2 separate regions of the Mus musculus genome follow, and region 2 is linked to region 1. The links are chromatin contacts, called in public HiChIP or PLAC-seq maps. All regions are on one chromosome and are shown on one strand. The core of a region is the stretch at or near the end of the contact, and the rest is flanking DNA. Distances in the headings are between cores, read along the strand shown.

The links. HiChIP or PLAC-seq counts read pairs in DNA pulled down with a chosen protein or histone mark.
Region 2: a contact with region 1 is called in an H3K27ac HiChIP or PLAC-seq map of embryonic stem cells, with 4 times the contacts expected there. The contact joins two enhancer-like sites. A contact is called at or near these places in 1 of 15 datasets of contacts at CTCF or cohesin (the NIH/3T3 cell line), 11 of 484 Hi-C or Micro-C datasets (ECoMG myeloid progenitors, the G1E-ER4 cell line, bone marrow-derived macrophages and 6 more), 5 of 115 datasets of contacts at active chromatin or transcription factors (bone marrow-derived macrophages, embryonic stem cells and stem cell-derived neural progenitor cells) and 1 of 9 other capture datasets (liver).

The regions. Positions count from the first base shown.
Region 1 is chr11:72,573,900-72,581,230 of GRCm38.p6, forward strand. All of the region lies in intron 2 of Gm51906 (a long non-coding RNA gene), which reads right to left. Among named protein-coding and RNA genes, the nearest start is that of Spns3, 27 kb to the left of the region's middle. Within about 2 kb of position 2,817, at least 85 of the 459 cell types and tissues checked have an H3K27ac peak or open chromatin away from gene starts, as enhancers often do. A contact at or near this core is called in embryonic stem cells, where this site is marked.
Region 2 is chr11:72,904,519-72,911,849 of GRCm38.p6, forward strand. Zzef1 (zinc finger, ZZ-type with EF hand domain 1) reads left to right here. Exons shown (of 55, transcript NM_001045536.2): 43 at 2,314-2,513; 44 at 3,876-3,995; 45 at 5,612-5,803; 46 at 6,644-6,744. Among named protein-coding and RNA genes, the nearest start is that of Gm26121, 26 kb to the left of the region's middle. Within about 2 kb of position 4,078, at least 8 of the 459 cell types and tissues checked have an H3K27ac peak or open chromatin away from gene starts, as enhancers often do. A contact at or near this core is called in embryonic stem cells, where this site is marked.

The sequences.
Region 1 (7,331 bases), core at 1,567-4,066:
GCTCAGAGTAAAGGCAAGGTGGTGCTGGCTAAGTCAATGTGACCCAAGGTAAAGTCACCTAAGAGAAGGGAACTTCAATGAAGAAAATGCCTCCACAAGATGGGGCTGTAGGGCCAGCCAATAGTGCATCTCCTTAGTGATGGATGGAGGAGGGCACAGACCACTGTGGGTGGTGCCATCTCTAGGCCAGTGATTCTGGGTTCTAGACTGAGAAACAAGTGTTGGGCACTTACCTTTAATCCCAGCACTTGGAAGGCAGAAGCAGGTAGATTCCTGAGTTTTAGTGAGTTCCAGGACAGCCGGGCTACACAGAGAAACCATGTCACAAAAACCAGAAAGGCAAAGAAGTAAGTACAGATAGCCGACTGAGTTAGCAGTCTGTCTAAACTCCCCCTACCCCACCCCCCGACAGTTACCTGGCAACAGCCAGGTATGCTTCACCCCACAGTTACCTGGCAACAGCCAGGTAGGCCTGACCCACTATGAAAGAGGCTGTTTGTCCCCTCCTCTCTCTCTTGTTCCTCTCTTACTCTTCCCTTCTTGCTCCCTCTCTGTTGTTGTTTTGGTTTGTTTGTTTGTTTGTTTTAAGATTTATTTATTTTTCTTTATATGAGTACACTGTAGCTGTCTTCAGACACACCAGAAGAGGGCATCAGATCTCATAACAGATGGTTGTGAGCCACCATGAGGTTGCTGGGAATTGAACTCAGGACCTCTGAAAGAGCAGTCGGTGCTTTTAACTGCTGAGCCATCTCTCCAGCCTGTCTTTTGCTGTTGTTATTTGAGAGGGTTTGATTTTGTTTTCTTGAGATGGAGTCTTTCTATGTTTTCATGGCTGTCCTAGAATTCCCTCTGTAGACTAGACTGGCCTAGAACTCACAGAGATCCACCTGCCTCTGCCCCCTGAGTGCTTGGATGAAAGGCATGTGCTGAGTTTTGTTCATTTGCTTGGTTTTTGTTTGTTTTGTTTTTTTTGGGTTTTTTTGAGGCAAGGACTCTCTCTTATCCAGGATGACCAGGATCATAATCCTCTTCCCTCAGCCTTCCTCCCAAGTACCAGACATGAGTCAATATGCCTGGCTTTTCTCATCATAATTAACAAAGAATATGGGGTGAGAAAGATGACCAGAGAATGGATTTGTTGGCTCACAACTACTTGTAACTCCATTGCCCAGATATTCTTGGCACACTCATGGTATGTACACACACACACACACACACACACACACACACACACACACACAAATACATACGATTGGAGAAAAAATATTTTGATAATTTTTGTGTATGCCTGCATGGATGCACTCTATGTATATCTTTTTTGTCTGCATGTGAGTCTATACACTCCTAAGCATACCTAGTCCCTAAGAAAGCCAGAGAGGGTTCCTGATCCCCTAGCACTGCAGTAATCGATGCCTATGAGCTGCCACATGGGGGAGAGTAGTGAACCCTGGTTTTCTAGAAGAGCAGCCAGTGTTCTTAAATGCTAAGGTGTCTCTTCAGTCCCAAGGGGTAAAATATTTTAAAAGTAAAATAAAATTAAACACACCACACATACACACACCCCAAGATTTAACACAAGCGTAATTCTAAAGCCTGACCTAGTGACACACACCTGTGATCCCAGCACTCAGGATGCTAAGGCTGATGTTAGAGTGTTTTGGGTCAACTTGGGCTACTTAGCAAGACCCTGGTTTTTAGTTTTTGTTTTGTTTAAAAATAATAAGTAAAATTTATTTATTTTTGCATGTTTGAGGGGGAGGGGGTTCACACCTACCATGGTACATGGAGGTCAAAAGACAGTTTGCATTAATCATTGTAGTCTTTCACCATTTGAGTCCTGGAGATGGAACTCAAGGGGTCTGGTTTGGCAGCAAGTGCCTTTATCTGGTAAGCCATTTCACCAGTCAGAACTAATTATGATTATGTACACCCACTACCACTACCACCACCACCACCACCACCACCACCACCACCACCCCACACAACCACCAGCCACCCCCTCTGCCAGTACAGAGGACTGGCGGAGGTGAAATGCGCGGGAGGCAAGCGCTCTTGAGCTCAAGTCCCCCAAGTCCCTGATGTTAAGAGGGGTGGGGGCAAGGGAATAGTAATATCCTCGCCAATGCTGTTTTGTTACTTTAGTTTTTCTAAAAGATTCCCTAAAGTTCCTTTATGAGCTTCGGTTTTGTGGCTGGCACTCCTTAAATTCTGAAGGCACAAGGACCACCCAGCTCCTGACATGTCCCTACCCCAAAAGAGTTAGGAAAACTCCCAACCCGCGTACTTGGGGGCAGCCTTTGCTGACTGAGATGAGAACCTGAGGAGAAGGGCCCGAAATGAAACATCTGGTGAAAATGATTCATTTTGATCACATTCTCTCCAACCTCTAGGCCCCTGGCAGGTATCCCGAGCCCCGCCCCTCCAGCTGTCCCTAAATCACCTTATGGGCCCTGGCTCTCATTTCCGTTTCACCAAAGTCTGATTCTTCACCTTTCAGGAACTGGCTGAATACAGACTGGTCCCACCACAGGGAATTCAGTCCGGCAGTAAGTTGGGGGACTGTAAACTAGTCGTACCTGCTGACCCACTAGGGTACATTCCAGGCAGAGGTGGAACCACGCTGTGTGCTCAGCGTAGATCCGGCGCGCAGCCAGTAGGTCGAGCTCGCCACCTATAGCTTCCTGGAAGTTGGCCCGGGCAGAGTCTGTCTGATATCCACTCAGGAAAAGAGAAAGCCCCGGAAACTTCCCAGGTCCCCAAGAAGGGTGCATCAGGCTTCTGGTGCGACCATCTGCTTTCTTTATCATTCTAATTAACTGCTTGGGGCACACTTGGTCAATTGTGAAGTTATGCAAATGACCGAGGTTGGTATTGTTATTACTAAGAGTCACTTGGTTGCAAAACTGTTTTGACTATTCTAGTATCAAAACCTATCCAGTCTGCAAGGAGAGGGGAGCCTCTCTGCTCTCCGCCCCATCTCACCCCATTTGAAAATCTTTTGGGGGAGGCCATCCTAGCAGTCCTAGTGTGCAGAGAGGGAACTCAAATTAGCTAAGGCGGAGATTTTTCCCTGTGTCTTGTTTTAAGCCGAACCTTCCGGAAATCACTTGCTTCTAGGCTGCTCAGTTTGTCTAGCCTGGAAGAGGGAAAGAGAGCACCAAACCTGGAGCTAATATAGGTAAAAAGCCCTCAGTGTCCTAAGAAAACAAAGCCTGGGAGGTAGGCGCATCACCAGTAGGAATGATGGAAGGGAGGGAGGTAGAAAAGGAAGAGGATGGGGAGGGGAGGAGGAATAGGAGGATGGGGAGGGGAGGAGCAGCAGCCGCGCCGCCGCCGCAGTAGAAGCAAAAGCATTATGAATCGTTAACTTGAATTTTGCAATAAGCAACTTTTTTTTTTCAGTGTTGTTGACTCTGGGACTTCGTGTGTGCTAAGTGCTAAACATGAGCTCTGTCGTTGATTGTACCCTAACCCCAACAATTAAATTGTTTTAGCATAAATATATATCACAAGTGGATAAAAATGTATTATTCAAAATTAAAATTTACATAACTCTAAAAAAGACTTTAATGTCTTGAACGTTTTTGTTAATGTTTATTTTGCGTGGTGCTGGGGCAAATGTGGGTTTTTACGTGTGCTAGTCAGATGCTTTCGTCTAGGAACACCCTCACTCCACTCTAGCAATCCGTGTGTTTGTGGGGGAAGGGAGACAGAATATCACCTTGTCCTGGTCTCCGACCCTTGCCTGGAACTCACTACATAGATCAGGCTGGCCTGCAACACAAGAGATCTGCCTGCCACTGCCTCCAGAATGCTGGGCTGGGATCAAAGGCGTATGCCACCGGGATTGGCTACAATGACTGCTTTTCGTATTTGGGCATACACAAGGATTTGCCCGAGTGTGGGAGCATGAGTGGAAGCCACAGGTCAAGTTCTCAGCGTCGTCATTTATTGTCTTCTACCTTATTTTCTTAAAACAGAGTCTCTCGTTGTACCTGGTGCTAGAGATTAGAACTCAAGTTCTTACGCTTGCTACTCAGTCCTACAACGGGTGTTCTTGCTGCCACGTGAACATCTTCTGAGACTAGAAGCTCTGGAAAAGACAAGGTGGCAGAAAAAACCTGGGTAGGAGGAAAGGGATCAAAGGCCCAGGGCTTGCCTTCCAGCTCCCCAGGATCTGTGCTCACCAGACTAACGGACACACACACACACACACACACACAGGATCAGGATATGGAAGGGGACCAAGATGGTAAGTCTAGCAGGACATCAGGATTTAGAACAGGAACAACGTGGTAAGTCCTGTTAATTCAGGAGAGAACTAGCTCTGAACTAACCTTCCAAGGAGGCAGGATGTGTCACTTCGAAAGACAGGGGCATGACACACCCCAAAGGTGGTTTAATCTGATGTGGCCAGACTAGCAGTATTGACAACCCTCCTTTGGACATGTGACCACTCCAATCCAATGGCCGCTGGGAGAATAATAATCTGAAAACATTTCTCAGTGTTCCATCCTGAAGGCAAATTCCAGCTCAATTCCCACCTTTCCTCCTAACCCCAATTTGCCCCAGGGTCACTCAGTAGCCTGCCTGTCTTGAAGCTTACCGTTCATCCCGGGGTGGGGGTGGGGGGCATTTCTGAAGTACCCTGCAGCCTCCTCTTTACCTCCAATTTACCCAGCTCTCCTTCTAATAAAGCAGGTCTCATCTTGCCACTCCCCAGCTGCAGATCCTCCCACCTTTGCATTTGAGGCTTTGCTTCAGCCCTTAGAAGCAGAAAAGCAGGACAAACCAGGGCAGCTAAGTGAGTAAGCCAAGCCTCTTCCAGTCACTCAGGAGAAACTTACTCACTCTGGGAGTAGCTGAGAGCTGAGGACCCAGGCTCCTGAGCCGGGGGCTCTGTGGCTCACCCTCAGGGGACAGCCAGACTTTACCCAGTTACGAACAGATCTTGGAGTTTCTTTCTTTTTTTTTTTTTTTTTAAATTTATTTATTTATTATATGTAAGTACACTGTAGCTGTCTTCAGACACACCAGAAGAGGGCGTCAGATCTTGTTACAGATGGTTGTGAGCCACCATGTGGTTGCTGGGATTTGAACTCCGGACCTTCGGAAGAGCAGTCGGGTGCTCTTACCCACTGAGCCATCTCACCAGCCCCGATCTTGGAGTTTCTATGCAAAAAATGTGAATCAAAATTATGAGAATCAGCCAGGCAGTGGTGGCACACACCTTTAATCCATCCCATCATCACTCAGGAGACAGAGGCAGGTGGATCTTTGAGTTTGAGGCCAACCTGGTCTACAAGGGAAGTTCCAGGACAGCCAGGGCTACACAAAGAAACACTGTCTCAAAAAAACCAAACCAAACCAAACCAAACCAAACCAAACCAAACCAAACCAAACCAAACCAAAAAGTAAATAAATAAAAACTAAACAAAACAAAAACCCCAAAACTATGAGAGACCATTTCACCTGTCATCAAAGGGCACAACAAATAACAAAAATGACCCAAGTAGGGGCTGGCGAGATGGCTTAGAGGGTAAGAGCACTGACTGCTCTTCTGGAGGTCCTGAGTTCAAATCCCAGCAACCATATGGTGGCTCACAACCACCCGTAATGAGACCTGACGCCCTCTTCTGGTGTGTTTAAGGACAGCTACAGTGTACTTACATATAATAATAAATAAATTAAAAAAGAAAAAAAAAAAAGACCCAAGTAGGTCCCTGAAACAGACTCTACCTTACACTTCTGGACAGAATGTGGTTATTAGGGACATCTACCAGAAATTTGAATAGACGAGGTGTCCCAGCACACAGGTTCTGAGAGAGATGAATGAGTCACGTGCATCTCGGTATTTGCTACAGCCTTGTGAGTTTTTGCTACAACTATTCCATGAAATGGTTTTCTTGTCTGCTGTGTTTGTTATTATACTTCTGTTTTGCAGCTCTGGAGATTATTGTCCAGGGATCTGAGCAGGTTAAGCATATTTTCTATCACTGGGCTGTGCTCCCAGCCCAACTATATGTTATATTTTATTAAAAAGAATAACAAGCTGGAGAGAGGCCTCAGTAAAGTGCATGTTAGGTAAACGTGAGGACCTGAGTTCAAATTCCCAGCACCCAGTGCTAGGATTAAAAGCATGTACCATCATGCCTGACTTTTAGGTATTTAAAAATGTTTTACATATATATGTATGTGTATGTATACATACATACATATGTATATATTTTTAAAACAACAACAAAAGCAGCTGTTTAGCCCTGTCTGGGCCAAGCCCTGTCCCCTGCTCAGTTTTCCATCTATTTAAGAGGACTTTGGAAGAAGAAGATATACTTTAAGTCTCCCAGGTAACCAAGCAACCGGGTACTTTAGCAATGGCCATGAGTTAGCATTTGATGGCATGAGGGAGGGGGCAAAAAGGAAATGTCATAGGTGAAATCAGGATGTAGTTGGGGTCACCTGAGGGGCAGAATCTCTTCTCTGGCTCTGAACGGATAACTGCAGGCTAAGCTGTACCTGCCTAGACTGGAAGAACCAGGATTCTGACAGCTCACAAAGATGTCAGTTCTCCAGGTTTCCCCTTGCATCTGCCCATGGGAGTCCTTGGGTGACCCAAGGAAGGAATGGAGCCTGCAAGGAGCAGGGTTGGGGGTACCTGAATGGGGGCTCTGGCTGACCTCTGATCTCCACATGTTCACCTTAGCTTAAGCATACCTCACCCTAAAGTAAATAAACAGGCTGGTGATGATTCGCCTGGAATTTGCTCTGTAGACCAGGCTACCTAGAACTTACTCTGTAGACTAGGCTGGCCTCCAACTCAGATACACCTGCCTTTGCCTCCCACATGTTGAGATTGAAGGCCTGTCCACCTGATGACACATACTTTAACGTCAGCATTTGACAGGCAAAGGCAGGCAGATCTCTGAGAATTTGAACCTAATGTGGTCTATAGGGCAAGTTCCAGGTCAGTCAGGGCTACACAGTGAGACCCTGCCTAAAAACCAGTAACAATAAAAAACTAAAACAAAAACCAAAGTGAATAAATAAATATAGTTTAAAAAATACATATATGCCGGGCGTGGTGGTGCATGCCTTTAATCCCAGCACTTGGGAGGCAGAGGCAGGCGGATTTCTGAGTTCGAGGCCAGCCTGGTTTACAAAGTGAGTTCCAAGACAGCCAGGGCTATACAGAGAAACCCTGTCTCAAAAAACCAAAAACCAAAAACCAAAAACCAAAAAAAAAAAAAAAAAATGTCTGGTGTGGTGGCATACCCCTTTGATCCCAGCATTTGGGAGGCAGAGGTAAATGAATCTCTGAATTTGAGGCT
Region 2 (7,331 bases), core at 2,828-5,327, 330 kb after region 1:
TCACTTGGCCTGTGCTACCCATGACTGGTCAGGCCATTATGGACGCTGCTTTGTCAGTGCTGCCCAATACCTTGCCTTGGGCGATTCAGTGCTGCCACCTGCTCTTGCTACTTTGAGGGCCCAATTAGCCCCAGTCCATCTAATTAATCCAACTGAACGGCAGAGTCTTCAACCCTTAGGTCTGATACAAGGAAAAGAACAAAAACAAAACTCTTCAAATGCTCTGGTGCCCCTCTTACCATTTTACATCTTGCAGTATTAGTGAAGGGCATGTCTTCTGGGCCTTTCCATTGTGGAAGATTAGATTTTATACAGTGTGCCTACCCTAGCATTACAGTTTCCTTGAGTCTTGAAATCCTTTCACCAGCACAAAGCCAAGAGATAGCAGGCATCTCCAACTCCTTCTCAGTAGGTCATCTTTTGGCAAATACTTCATCCAACCATTAAGACAAACTTTAGATGCTTTTTTTTTGTCCATGAATCTATATTAAACCACTCAGAGGGTCTGTATCAATAAACCCAGCCTGATCCAGTTTTATACATCTTCCATTATCCCACACCCCTACAATCCATTCCTACACATATTCCCTAGACTTCTGCTCCAATGAATTAGCAAACTCTTAGTGATCTTTAGTAGTGTAGCAAACTCCTCCCAGACTGCACTTTCTACCTCCCCTCTAGGAGCCTGCTTTGCCTTAAATCTGATCTAAAGGCAACTATTGGTGGCCCCTGAGGGACCCAGCTTGCCTGTCCTGGCATCTTTTTCAGAGAAGGTCACTTCTGGTTTAGCAGACAATGAAGGATTAATTTCCTCAGTCAAAGGTGGAAAGGGCAGTATTTCAGGAGTAGAAGTACATCTGCTCAGAGTGGAGAGACTACTTTCTCAGGTGCGACAAACCCTTCTGAGGGTTCAAAGTTCTCAACTTCAGTGGATTTCCCCACCCCAAATGACAGGATCCCATTCTTTACCATTAATGCCTGACTTGAACCACCGGCACCCCCTGAGCCTGGGGCTGGAATTTTTGTTGCAAGTTAGCCAGTCGTATAATTAGGGCCTCAGTTTGGTTTCCTACAACTTAAGCTAGCTCTGAGGCTGCTGGAAAGAAGATTCTCTTCCAGGGCGCATTTAGACACTTGCAGACTGTTTACATCCATCTGGAGCCAGTCAGTTGCTCACTGAGTTCATTGCCCTTCGCCATGTTCTAAGATGCTAGGAGTTGGCTAATTTTGTCATGGAGCTCATTCTTCTCCTTTGTCAGAGATGCTAGGAGCAACCAACCGGCAGCATTGTTTTCCTCATTTTTCCACAGATTGTCAAAATACCAAGACACTACTAAATCTGTTGCCTTTCATAATTGGTCAATCAGGATAATCAAATGCATTTGTCTCCTTAAGTGGGTAAAATATAAGCTCCCAGGAAAGGCCAGTAACTTGAGAGGCTTTGGTAACTGTAGGTGTTGGCAAATTAGGAAAGCCTATTCCAGATACTTAAACTTTTTCATACTTATATATGCTCTAGAACTACTTCTGGTACCAAAATCTGCATTTAGTAAGGGTTCTTTAGAGGAACGAAAATAAATAAATAAGTACACACACATATACACACATATATTTATATTTATTCAATATATAAATATATAAATCGTGTGTGTGTGTGTGTGTGTGTGTGTGTGTGTGATTGTGTGTGATTTATGTGAATGACTTACAAGCTGTAGTCCAGCTACCCCAACAATATCTGTCTATCAACAGAAGGTCCAAGAGTCCAAGAATCTAGTAGTTTCTCAGTCCATGAGGCTGGAAGTCTTATCTGATCTTCAGTATATGCCAGAATCCCAAAGAAGCAAGCTCTGATGCCACTGAAGGAATGGACTTGGCATGAGAGTGAAGGCAAGCAGGCAAAGACTGCAAGCTTCTTTCTTCCCTGTCCTTTAGGCTGCCAGCAGGTGTAGCCCGGATTAAAGATGGAGCTTCCCATTTCAAATGATTTAATTAAAAAAAAAATCCCTCACAGATGGACCTAGCCACTTGGGTTTTAGTCAGTCCCAGATGTAGTCAAGGTGACAACCCAGAACAGTCATCACAACACTTTCAACAATAACTTGCTTGTGCATAGTAATAAGAATTTTGCATTGTGACTTGTCCTCGGTTTCTCCATGATCACCTGCAAACTGGGCATAAATATAGTGGGGACCTAGGCTACGGGTCTTGTTTCTGCAGTCCTTGCTTTAGTGAGGCCTGTGGAGAAATGCAGCTGCAAGGGGTACTAACAGGATCCTTTATGCCTTTCTTTTCCTTTTTGACATGATGCTTCAGTGAAGGACTATCAGCTTGTCCAGAAGGGAGGAGGACAAGAGTGTGGCACCTCTCAGTCCCAGCTGAGCCAGTACTCCCAGCACTTTGCCTTTATTGCTAGTCACCTTCTGCAAACCAGCATGGATAGCCATTGTCCCGAGGCAGTGGAAGCAACCTGGGTCCTGTCCCTGGCTCTCAAAGGTTTATATAAAACACTAAAGGTAATGGTGAGCCTTTTCCATTTGCACAAAGCTACCTGTCTGCAGGGGATTAATTAGGAGGAAATGTCGTCTGATCTAGATGAACGGTTAACAATGGCTGTTTTGAGAAATGCTTACACAAGGATTGCTTTAGGGAGGAAATAGAACTTTCCCAGTGGTTTGAGTCTCAGTTTTTCTAATATTGTTTCATGGACTTAACCACAGTTGGCTTCGTGGAGATATAATCCTGTCAGGGGAGAAGAAAACTGGACTTCCCACCTAACAGGAGCTCCTCAGGTCATTATAGGAATGCTGGGAAGAATAAAGGGAGCTGGCATCCCATGGAGCTTCAATGGATAGGTGTGGCCATTGGTCTGGGAGGAAATAGCTAGATTAGAGGTAGATGTCTTTTGGGGTGACCCATGATGCCTTTTGGATCCTTAGTGGACTGGAGGGTAGGAAGGCTCTTTCCAGGAGATGTATTTGCATTTACTGTAAGGTCATCTTCCTTACAGAGTTGGCCTTGAAAGGATCCCAGCTGAACTTTATTGCTCCTTGACACTGAAATGTTCAGTGGTAGCTCTGGTAGGGAGGTCATTGTGGGAAGTCAGGCACTACCAGAGACTTGTCTGCTTGGCTTTCCAGCCCTGGGCAGCCCTGAGGTGCAGTTGTCAGTATTACCATACTGTTTCAGTTTCCACTCTACTAGACAAGAAGAAAGTAACTCCCTGATAGCAGAGGTCTTAAATGTCTTAAATCATTCAGTTTTGCTTTGGTTTGGTTTTTGGTTTTGTTTTGTTAAAAAAAAAAAAACAGGTAGTCAGTCTGTAGCTTGGCTGGACTGGAACTTAGAATGTGGCCTGGCCGGCCTCAGACTCAGAGTTCTGCCCGCCTCGAACTCCCAAATGCTAAGACCAAGGTGTGCACTGCCATGAGTGCTCACTCAGCCTGTTGATATTTGTTGAGCACCAAGAACCAAGTGGAACTGGGTGTTCAGTGGTGAGCTAGAAAGAAGGGCCATGCTCTCTTTAAGACGGTGCAGCCTAAGGGATGAAGCCAAAGAAGCAGGCAGGGAGCTTTATAAGACTCAGTTGTCCATGATTAGGGTTTGGATTTTAGCCTCAAGAGTTTTGGGAAAGTAAAGAGAGGGGAAGTGACAGTAAATAGGTTTCAAGAGTGTTTGTTCAATGAAAAAACACGGAGTGAATGAGGAGCAATGGTTCATGGTTAAGATGTGGAGTACTTTCTTACTGACAAGCATTTATTTCTGTTGGAAGCTGAGTTGGGCCATCAGCTGAGACTGGGCTCTGAGAAAGGCTGTTGCTCTGTCCAACCTTAACCATCACTCTATAGCAGCTGCAAATCTCTCCCTTGGCTTGGCAGGCTCATGGTTTTGAAGAGACCCATGCCACCTTCCTCCAGACCGATCTGCTAAAGCTGCTGGTGAAGAAGTGCAGCAAAGGGACCGGCTTCAGTAAAACCTGGCTCCTCCGAGACCTAGAGGTAATGAGGAGGGAGGGCTTCCTGTAAAGCTGAGCCCAGAAGCAGAGCTAGCTTGTTCCAACCAGTTCCATCCCGTGTATTCTAATTCTGGGCAGCTTTGAAACCCAACCTTGGTTCTGCCTTCCTGAATCAGGGATCCTGACACCTGTCCTCCCCTGCCAGGAAAATGAATTGGGTGTTTGTTCAAAGAACCTTGGAGGAGTATTTTGTAGAAACACATAATAGGCCATTATAGCATGATAGTAAAATGTGCTTTTGAATTACTGTTTCCCTCCAAAATTCCTTTGAGCTAAAATCAGTTTGTAATACGGCCACACTCATGTTTACCTTATGTAGGATTTCAGTCTATAATTTCACTTTATTGTTACTCCTCTGAGGCCTTAGATGTTTCTTAGTGGAATTCTTGAAGTTCCCAGAGGCTTTCAAGGTCAAGTACTAGCATCTAGTATAAGGGAAGCTGTGCTACCAGGGTGTGCTGTGTCCCTCACCCTCACTTCCACAGGTGCCTGCATTTGAAGAATCACCTCTGGGTTCGCTTACATCCAAGGGACATATGCTAAAACATATTAATAGGTAACCGGGATCTTAGAGAACCTTTTTTAAATTTTATTTTTATTTTATATGTATGGGTGTTTTGCCTGCAAACATGTCTGCACCACTTGAATGCCTGGTGCCCCATAGATGCCAGAAGAGGACATCAGTTGCCCTGGACTTCAGTTACAGATGGTTGTGAGCTGCCATGTGGGTTCTTGGAAGTGAACTCAAGTCCTCTGGAAAAGCATCCAATGCTCTTCTTAACTGCTGAGCTGTATCTGCAGCTCCTATAAACACCCTTTTTAGTGGCTATGTATAAGACTAGAAAGTGCTTTGCAGGTTTTTGCCATTATTAATGCTTCATTGGCTGTATTTTAAACAGCATTTTTCATGTATTTTGTCATTTCTAAAAGATAAGTTAGTAGGTCAAAAGGATATAAACTTTTTTTTTTTTTGGTTTTTCGAGACAGGGTTTCTCTGTATAGCCCTGGCTGTCCTGGAACTCACTCTGTAGACCAGGCTGGCCTCGAACTCAGAAATCCGCCTGCCTCTGCCTCCCGAGTGCTGGGATTAAAGGCGTGCGCCACCATGCCCGGCAACATTTTTTAAAGAAGTATTTTTTTATGTCTATGAGTACACTGTGGCTGTCTTCAGACACTCCAGAAGAGAGCATCAGATCCCATTACAGATGGTTGTGAACCACCATGTGGTTGCTGGGATTGAACTTGGGACCTCTAGAAGAGCAGTCAGTGCTCTTAACTACTGAGCCATCTCTCCAGCCCCAATATAATCATTTTAAATTACTTAATAGTTACATTTCTCCAAAACAAGTTAGAAAAGAATAATACCCATTTGGGCTATCAAGAAAAGTTAATAAACACAAGGGCTTCCATAGTTTTGTTAGCATTTCCTGTTATGTGTACAATTGAGCATGCTTTCCTGCTCCTTTACTGATCACATACTCACACCCATGTGTACTCTGATATCTTAAACCTCTATGCCCTTAATATAGTGAAGACCTAGCTCATCCTCTCACTCACTCAGCACTCGTCTCCCTGCTCTGCTTGACTGACTGTGTGTAGATTCTGTCCATCATGCTGTACTCGTCAAAAAAGGAGATCAACACTCTGGCTGAACATGGAGACCTGGAGCTAGATGAACGAGGAGACCAAGAAGAAGAACTGGACCGGCCAGTTAGTAGCCCTGGCGAAGCAGAACAGAAGAAGCTAGACCCTCTTGAAAATTTGGATGAACCCACCAGAATATGCTTCTTGGTATGTTCATTGGTCATCATGTGGGTAGGACATGGGCATCAAAGGAATGGGTTTTCTTTGGCTTGGGCTGTGCTTCATCCTCAATATTTCTAAGGACTGCAGAGGTAGCTCAGTGGTTGAGTACTTGTTGGTCTTCTAGGAGACCCAGGTTGGATTCCCAGCACCCAAATGGGAGCTCACAATTGTCTGTTAACTCCAATTCCAGAGGACCTAACACCCTCTTCTGGCCTCCATGAGCACTACTAGGCTATACATTGGTACACAGTCAAACATACAGACAAAACATCTATTCACATAAATAAACTTTTAAAACTTTTTAACTACTCAATTTGATGCCCTGAAAATTCATTTCCTGTTTAGTCTATGGTATACAGAAAAGATCTAGAACAATAGTAGAGCTATATCATTGTAGTGGCTTTAAGATTAACTCATTTTATGTACATGGTGTATGCCTGTGTGATTTTACGTGTCCAACATATAAGTAGGAGCCTGTAGCAGGTCAAAAAGGTCAGTGAATCCCCTGAAACTGGAGTCACAGGTTGTTCTGAGCCACCTTGTGGGTGCTGGCAACTAAACCCAGGTCCTCTGCAAGAACAATAAGTATTTTTAACTACTGAGCCATTTTTCTAGCCACTAAAGTGGCTTTAAATAGAACTGCACATTTTATAGTTCATATCTTAGTACTCAAAATTTGATATGCTTTTAAAAAGTACCTCCATATTGTTCTTCAGCTGTAACCTGGGCTAACCTGAAATAGTGTTTCATCACTTTGGAGTGTATATTGTCTGTGTCTTAAAGAACATGTCCTCAGCTGTCTTTCACCTTCTTTCATGCCTCCAGATGGCTCATGATGCCCTCAATGCCCCTCTGCACATTCTCCGGGCCATATATGAACTGCAGATGAAAAAGACTGATTCGTTCTTCCTAGAGGTTCAGAAGAGGTAAAGTCATTGCGATGAACTTAAGTGTTCCAAATGAGGATGAGGAACCCTCACCTGCTGCCAGGGGATCTGGAGAGATCGTGGTAGGCCAGGCAGCCAAGGGACTGACCTGGAGTTCTTACTGGTGCCCCAGGAAAGGCAACTGTGCCACTCTGCCTGGAACATCTCTAAGAGTTTGATGGTTTCCTTTGAGAATGTCGTGTGTGCACTCTTACAGGTACAGCCTTTGGGATGCATCTCATGCCATCCATGAGCAGATGGCACAGAGCAGAGCAGGTGCTGGGGCTTGAGAGTGATTTTTGGCTCTCATGTTTTCATCAGTATTATTCTTGTGACTTTTCCACAGGAATGACTATTTAATCAACAGTATAACCTTCTCTTGTCCAGGAAGCTCAGAGATGGCTTCAGAATCCATCTCTTGAATTTGTGTAGAACTTTACATATCTACCACGCAGTCTCCTCTTCTCTTCCCATGACTTGGTATCTGTCTTCTTCCAACACACACGTCTTTTCCTCCTACCTCTTTTTGTCTTGTTTCTCTCTGTCTCCTCCCTCCCTTTTTGCTAGGTCTCAGACCCAGAGTCTTA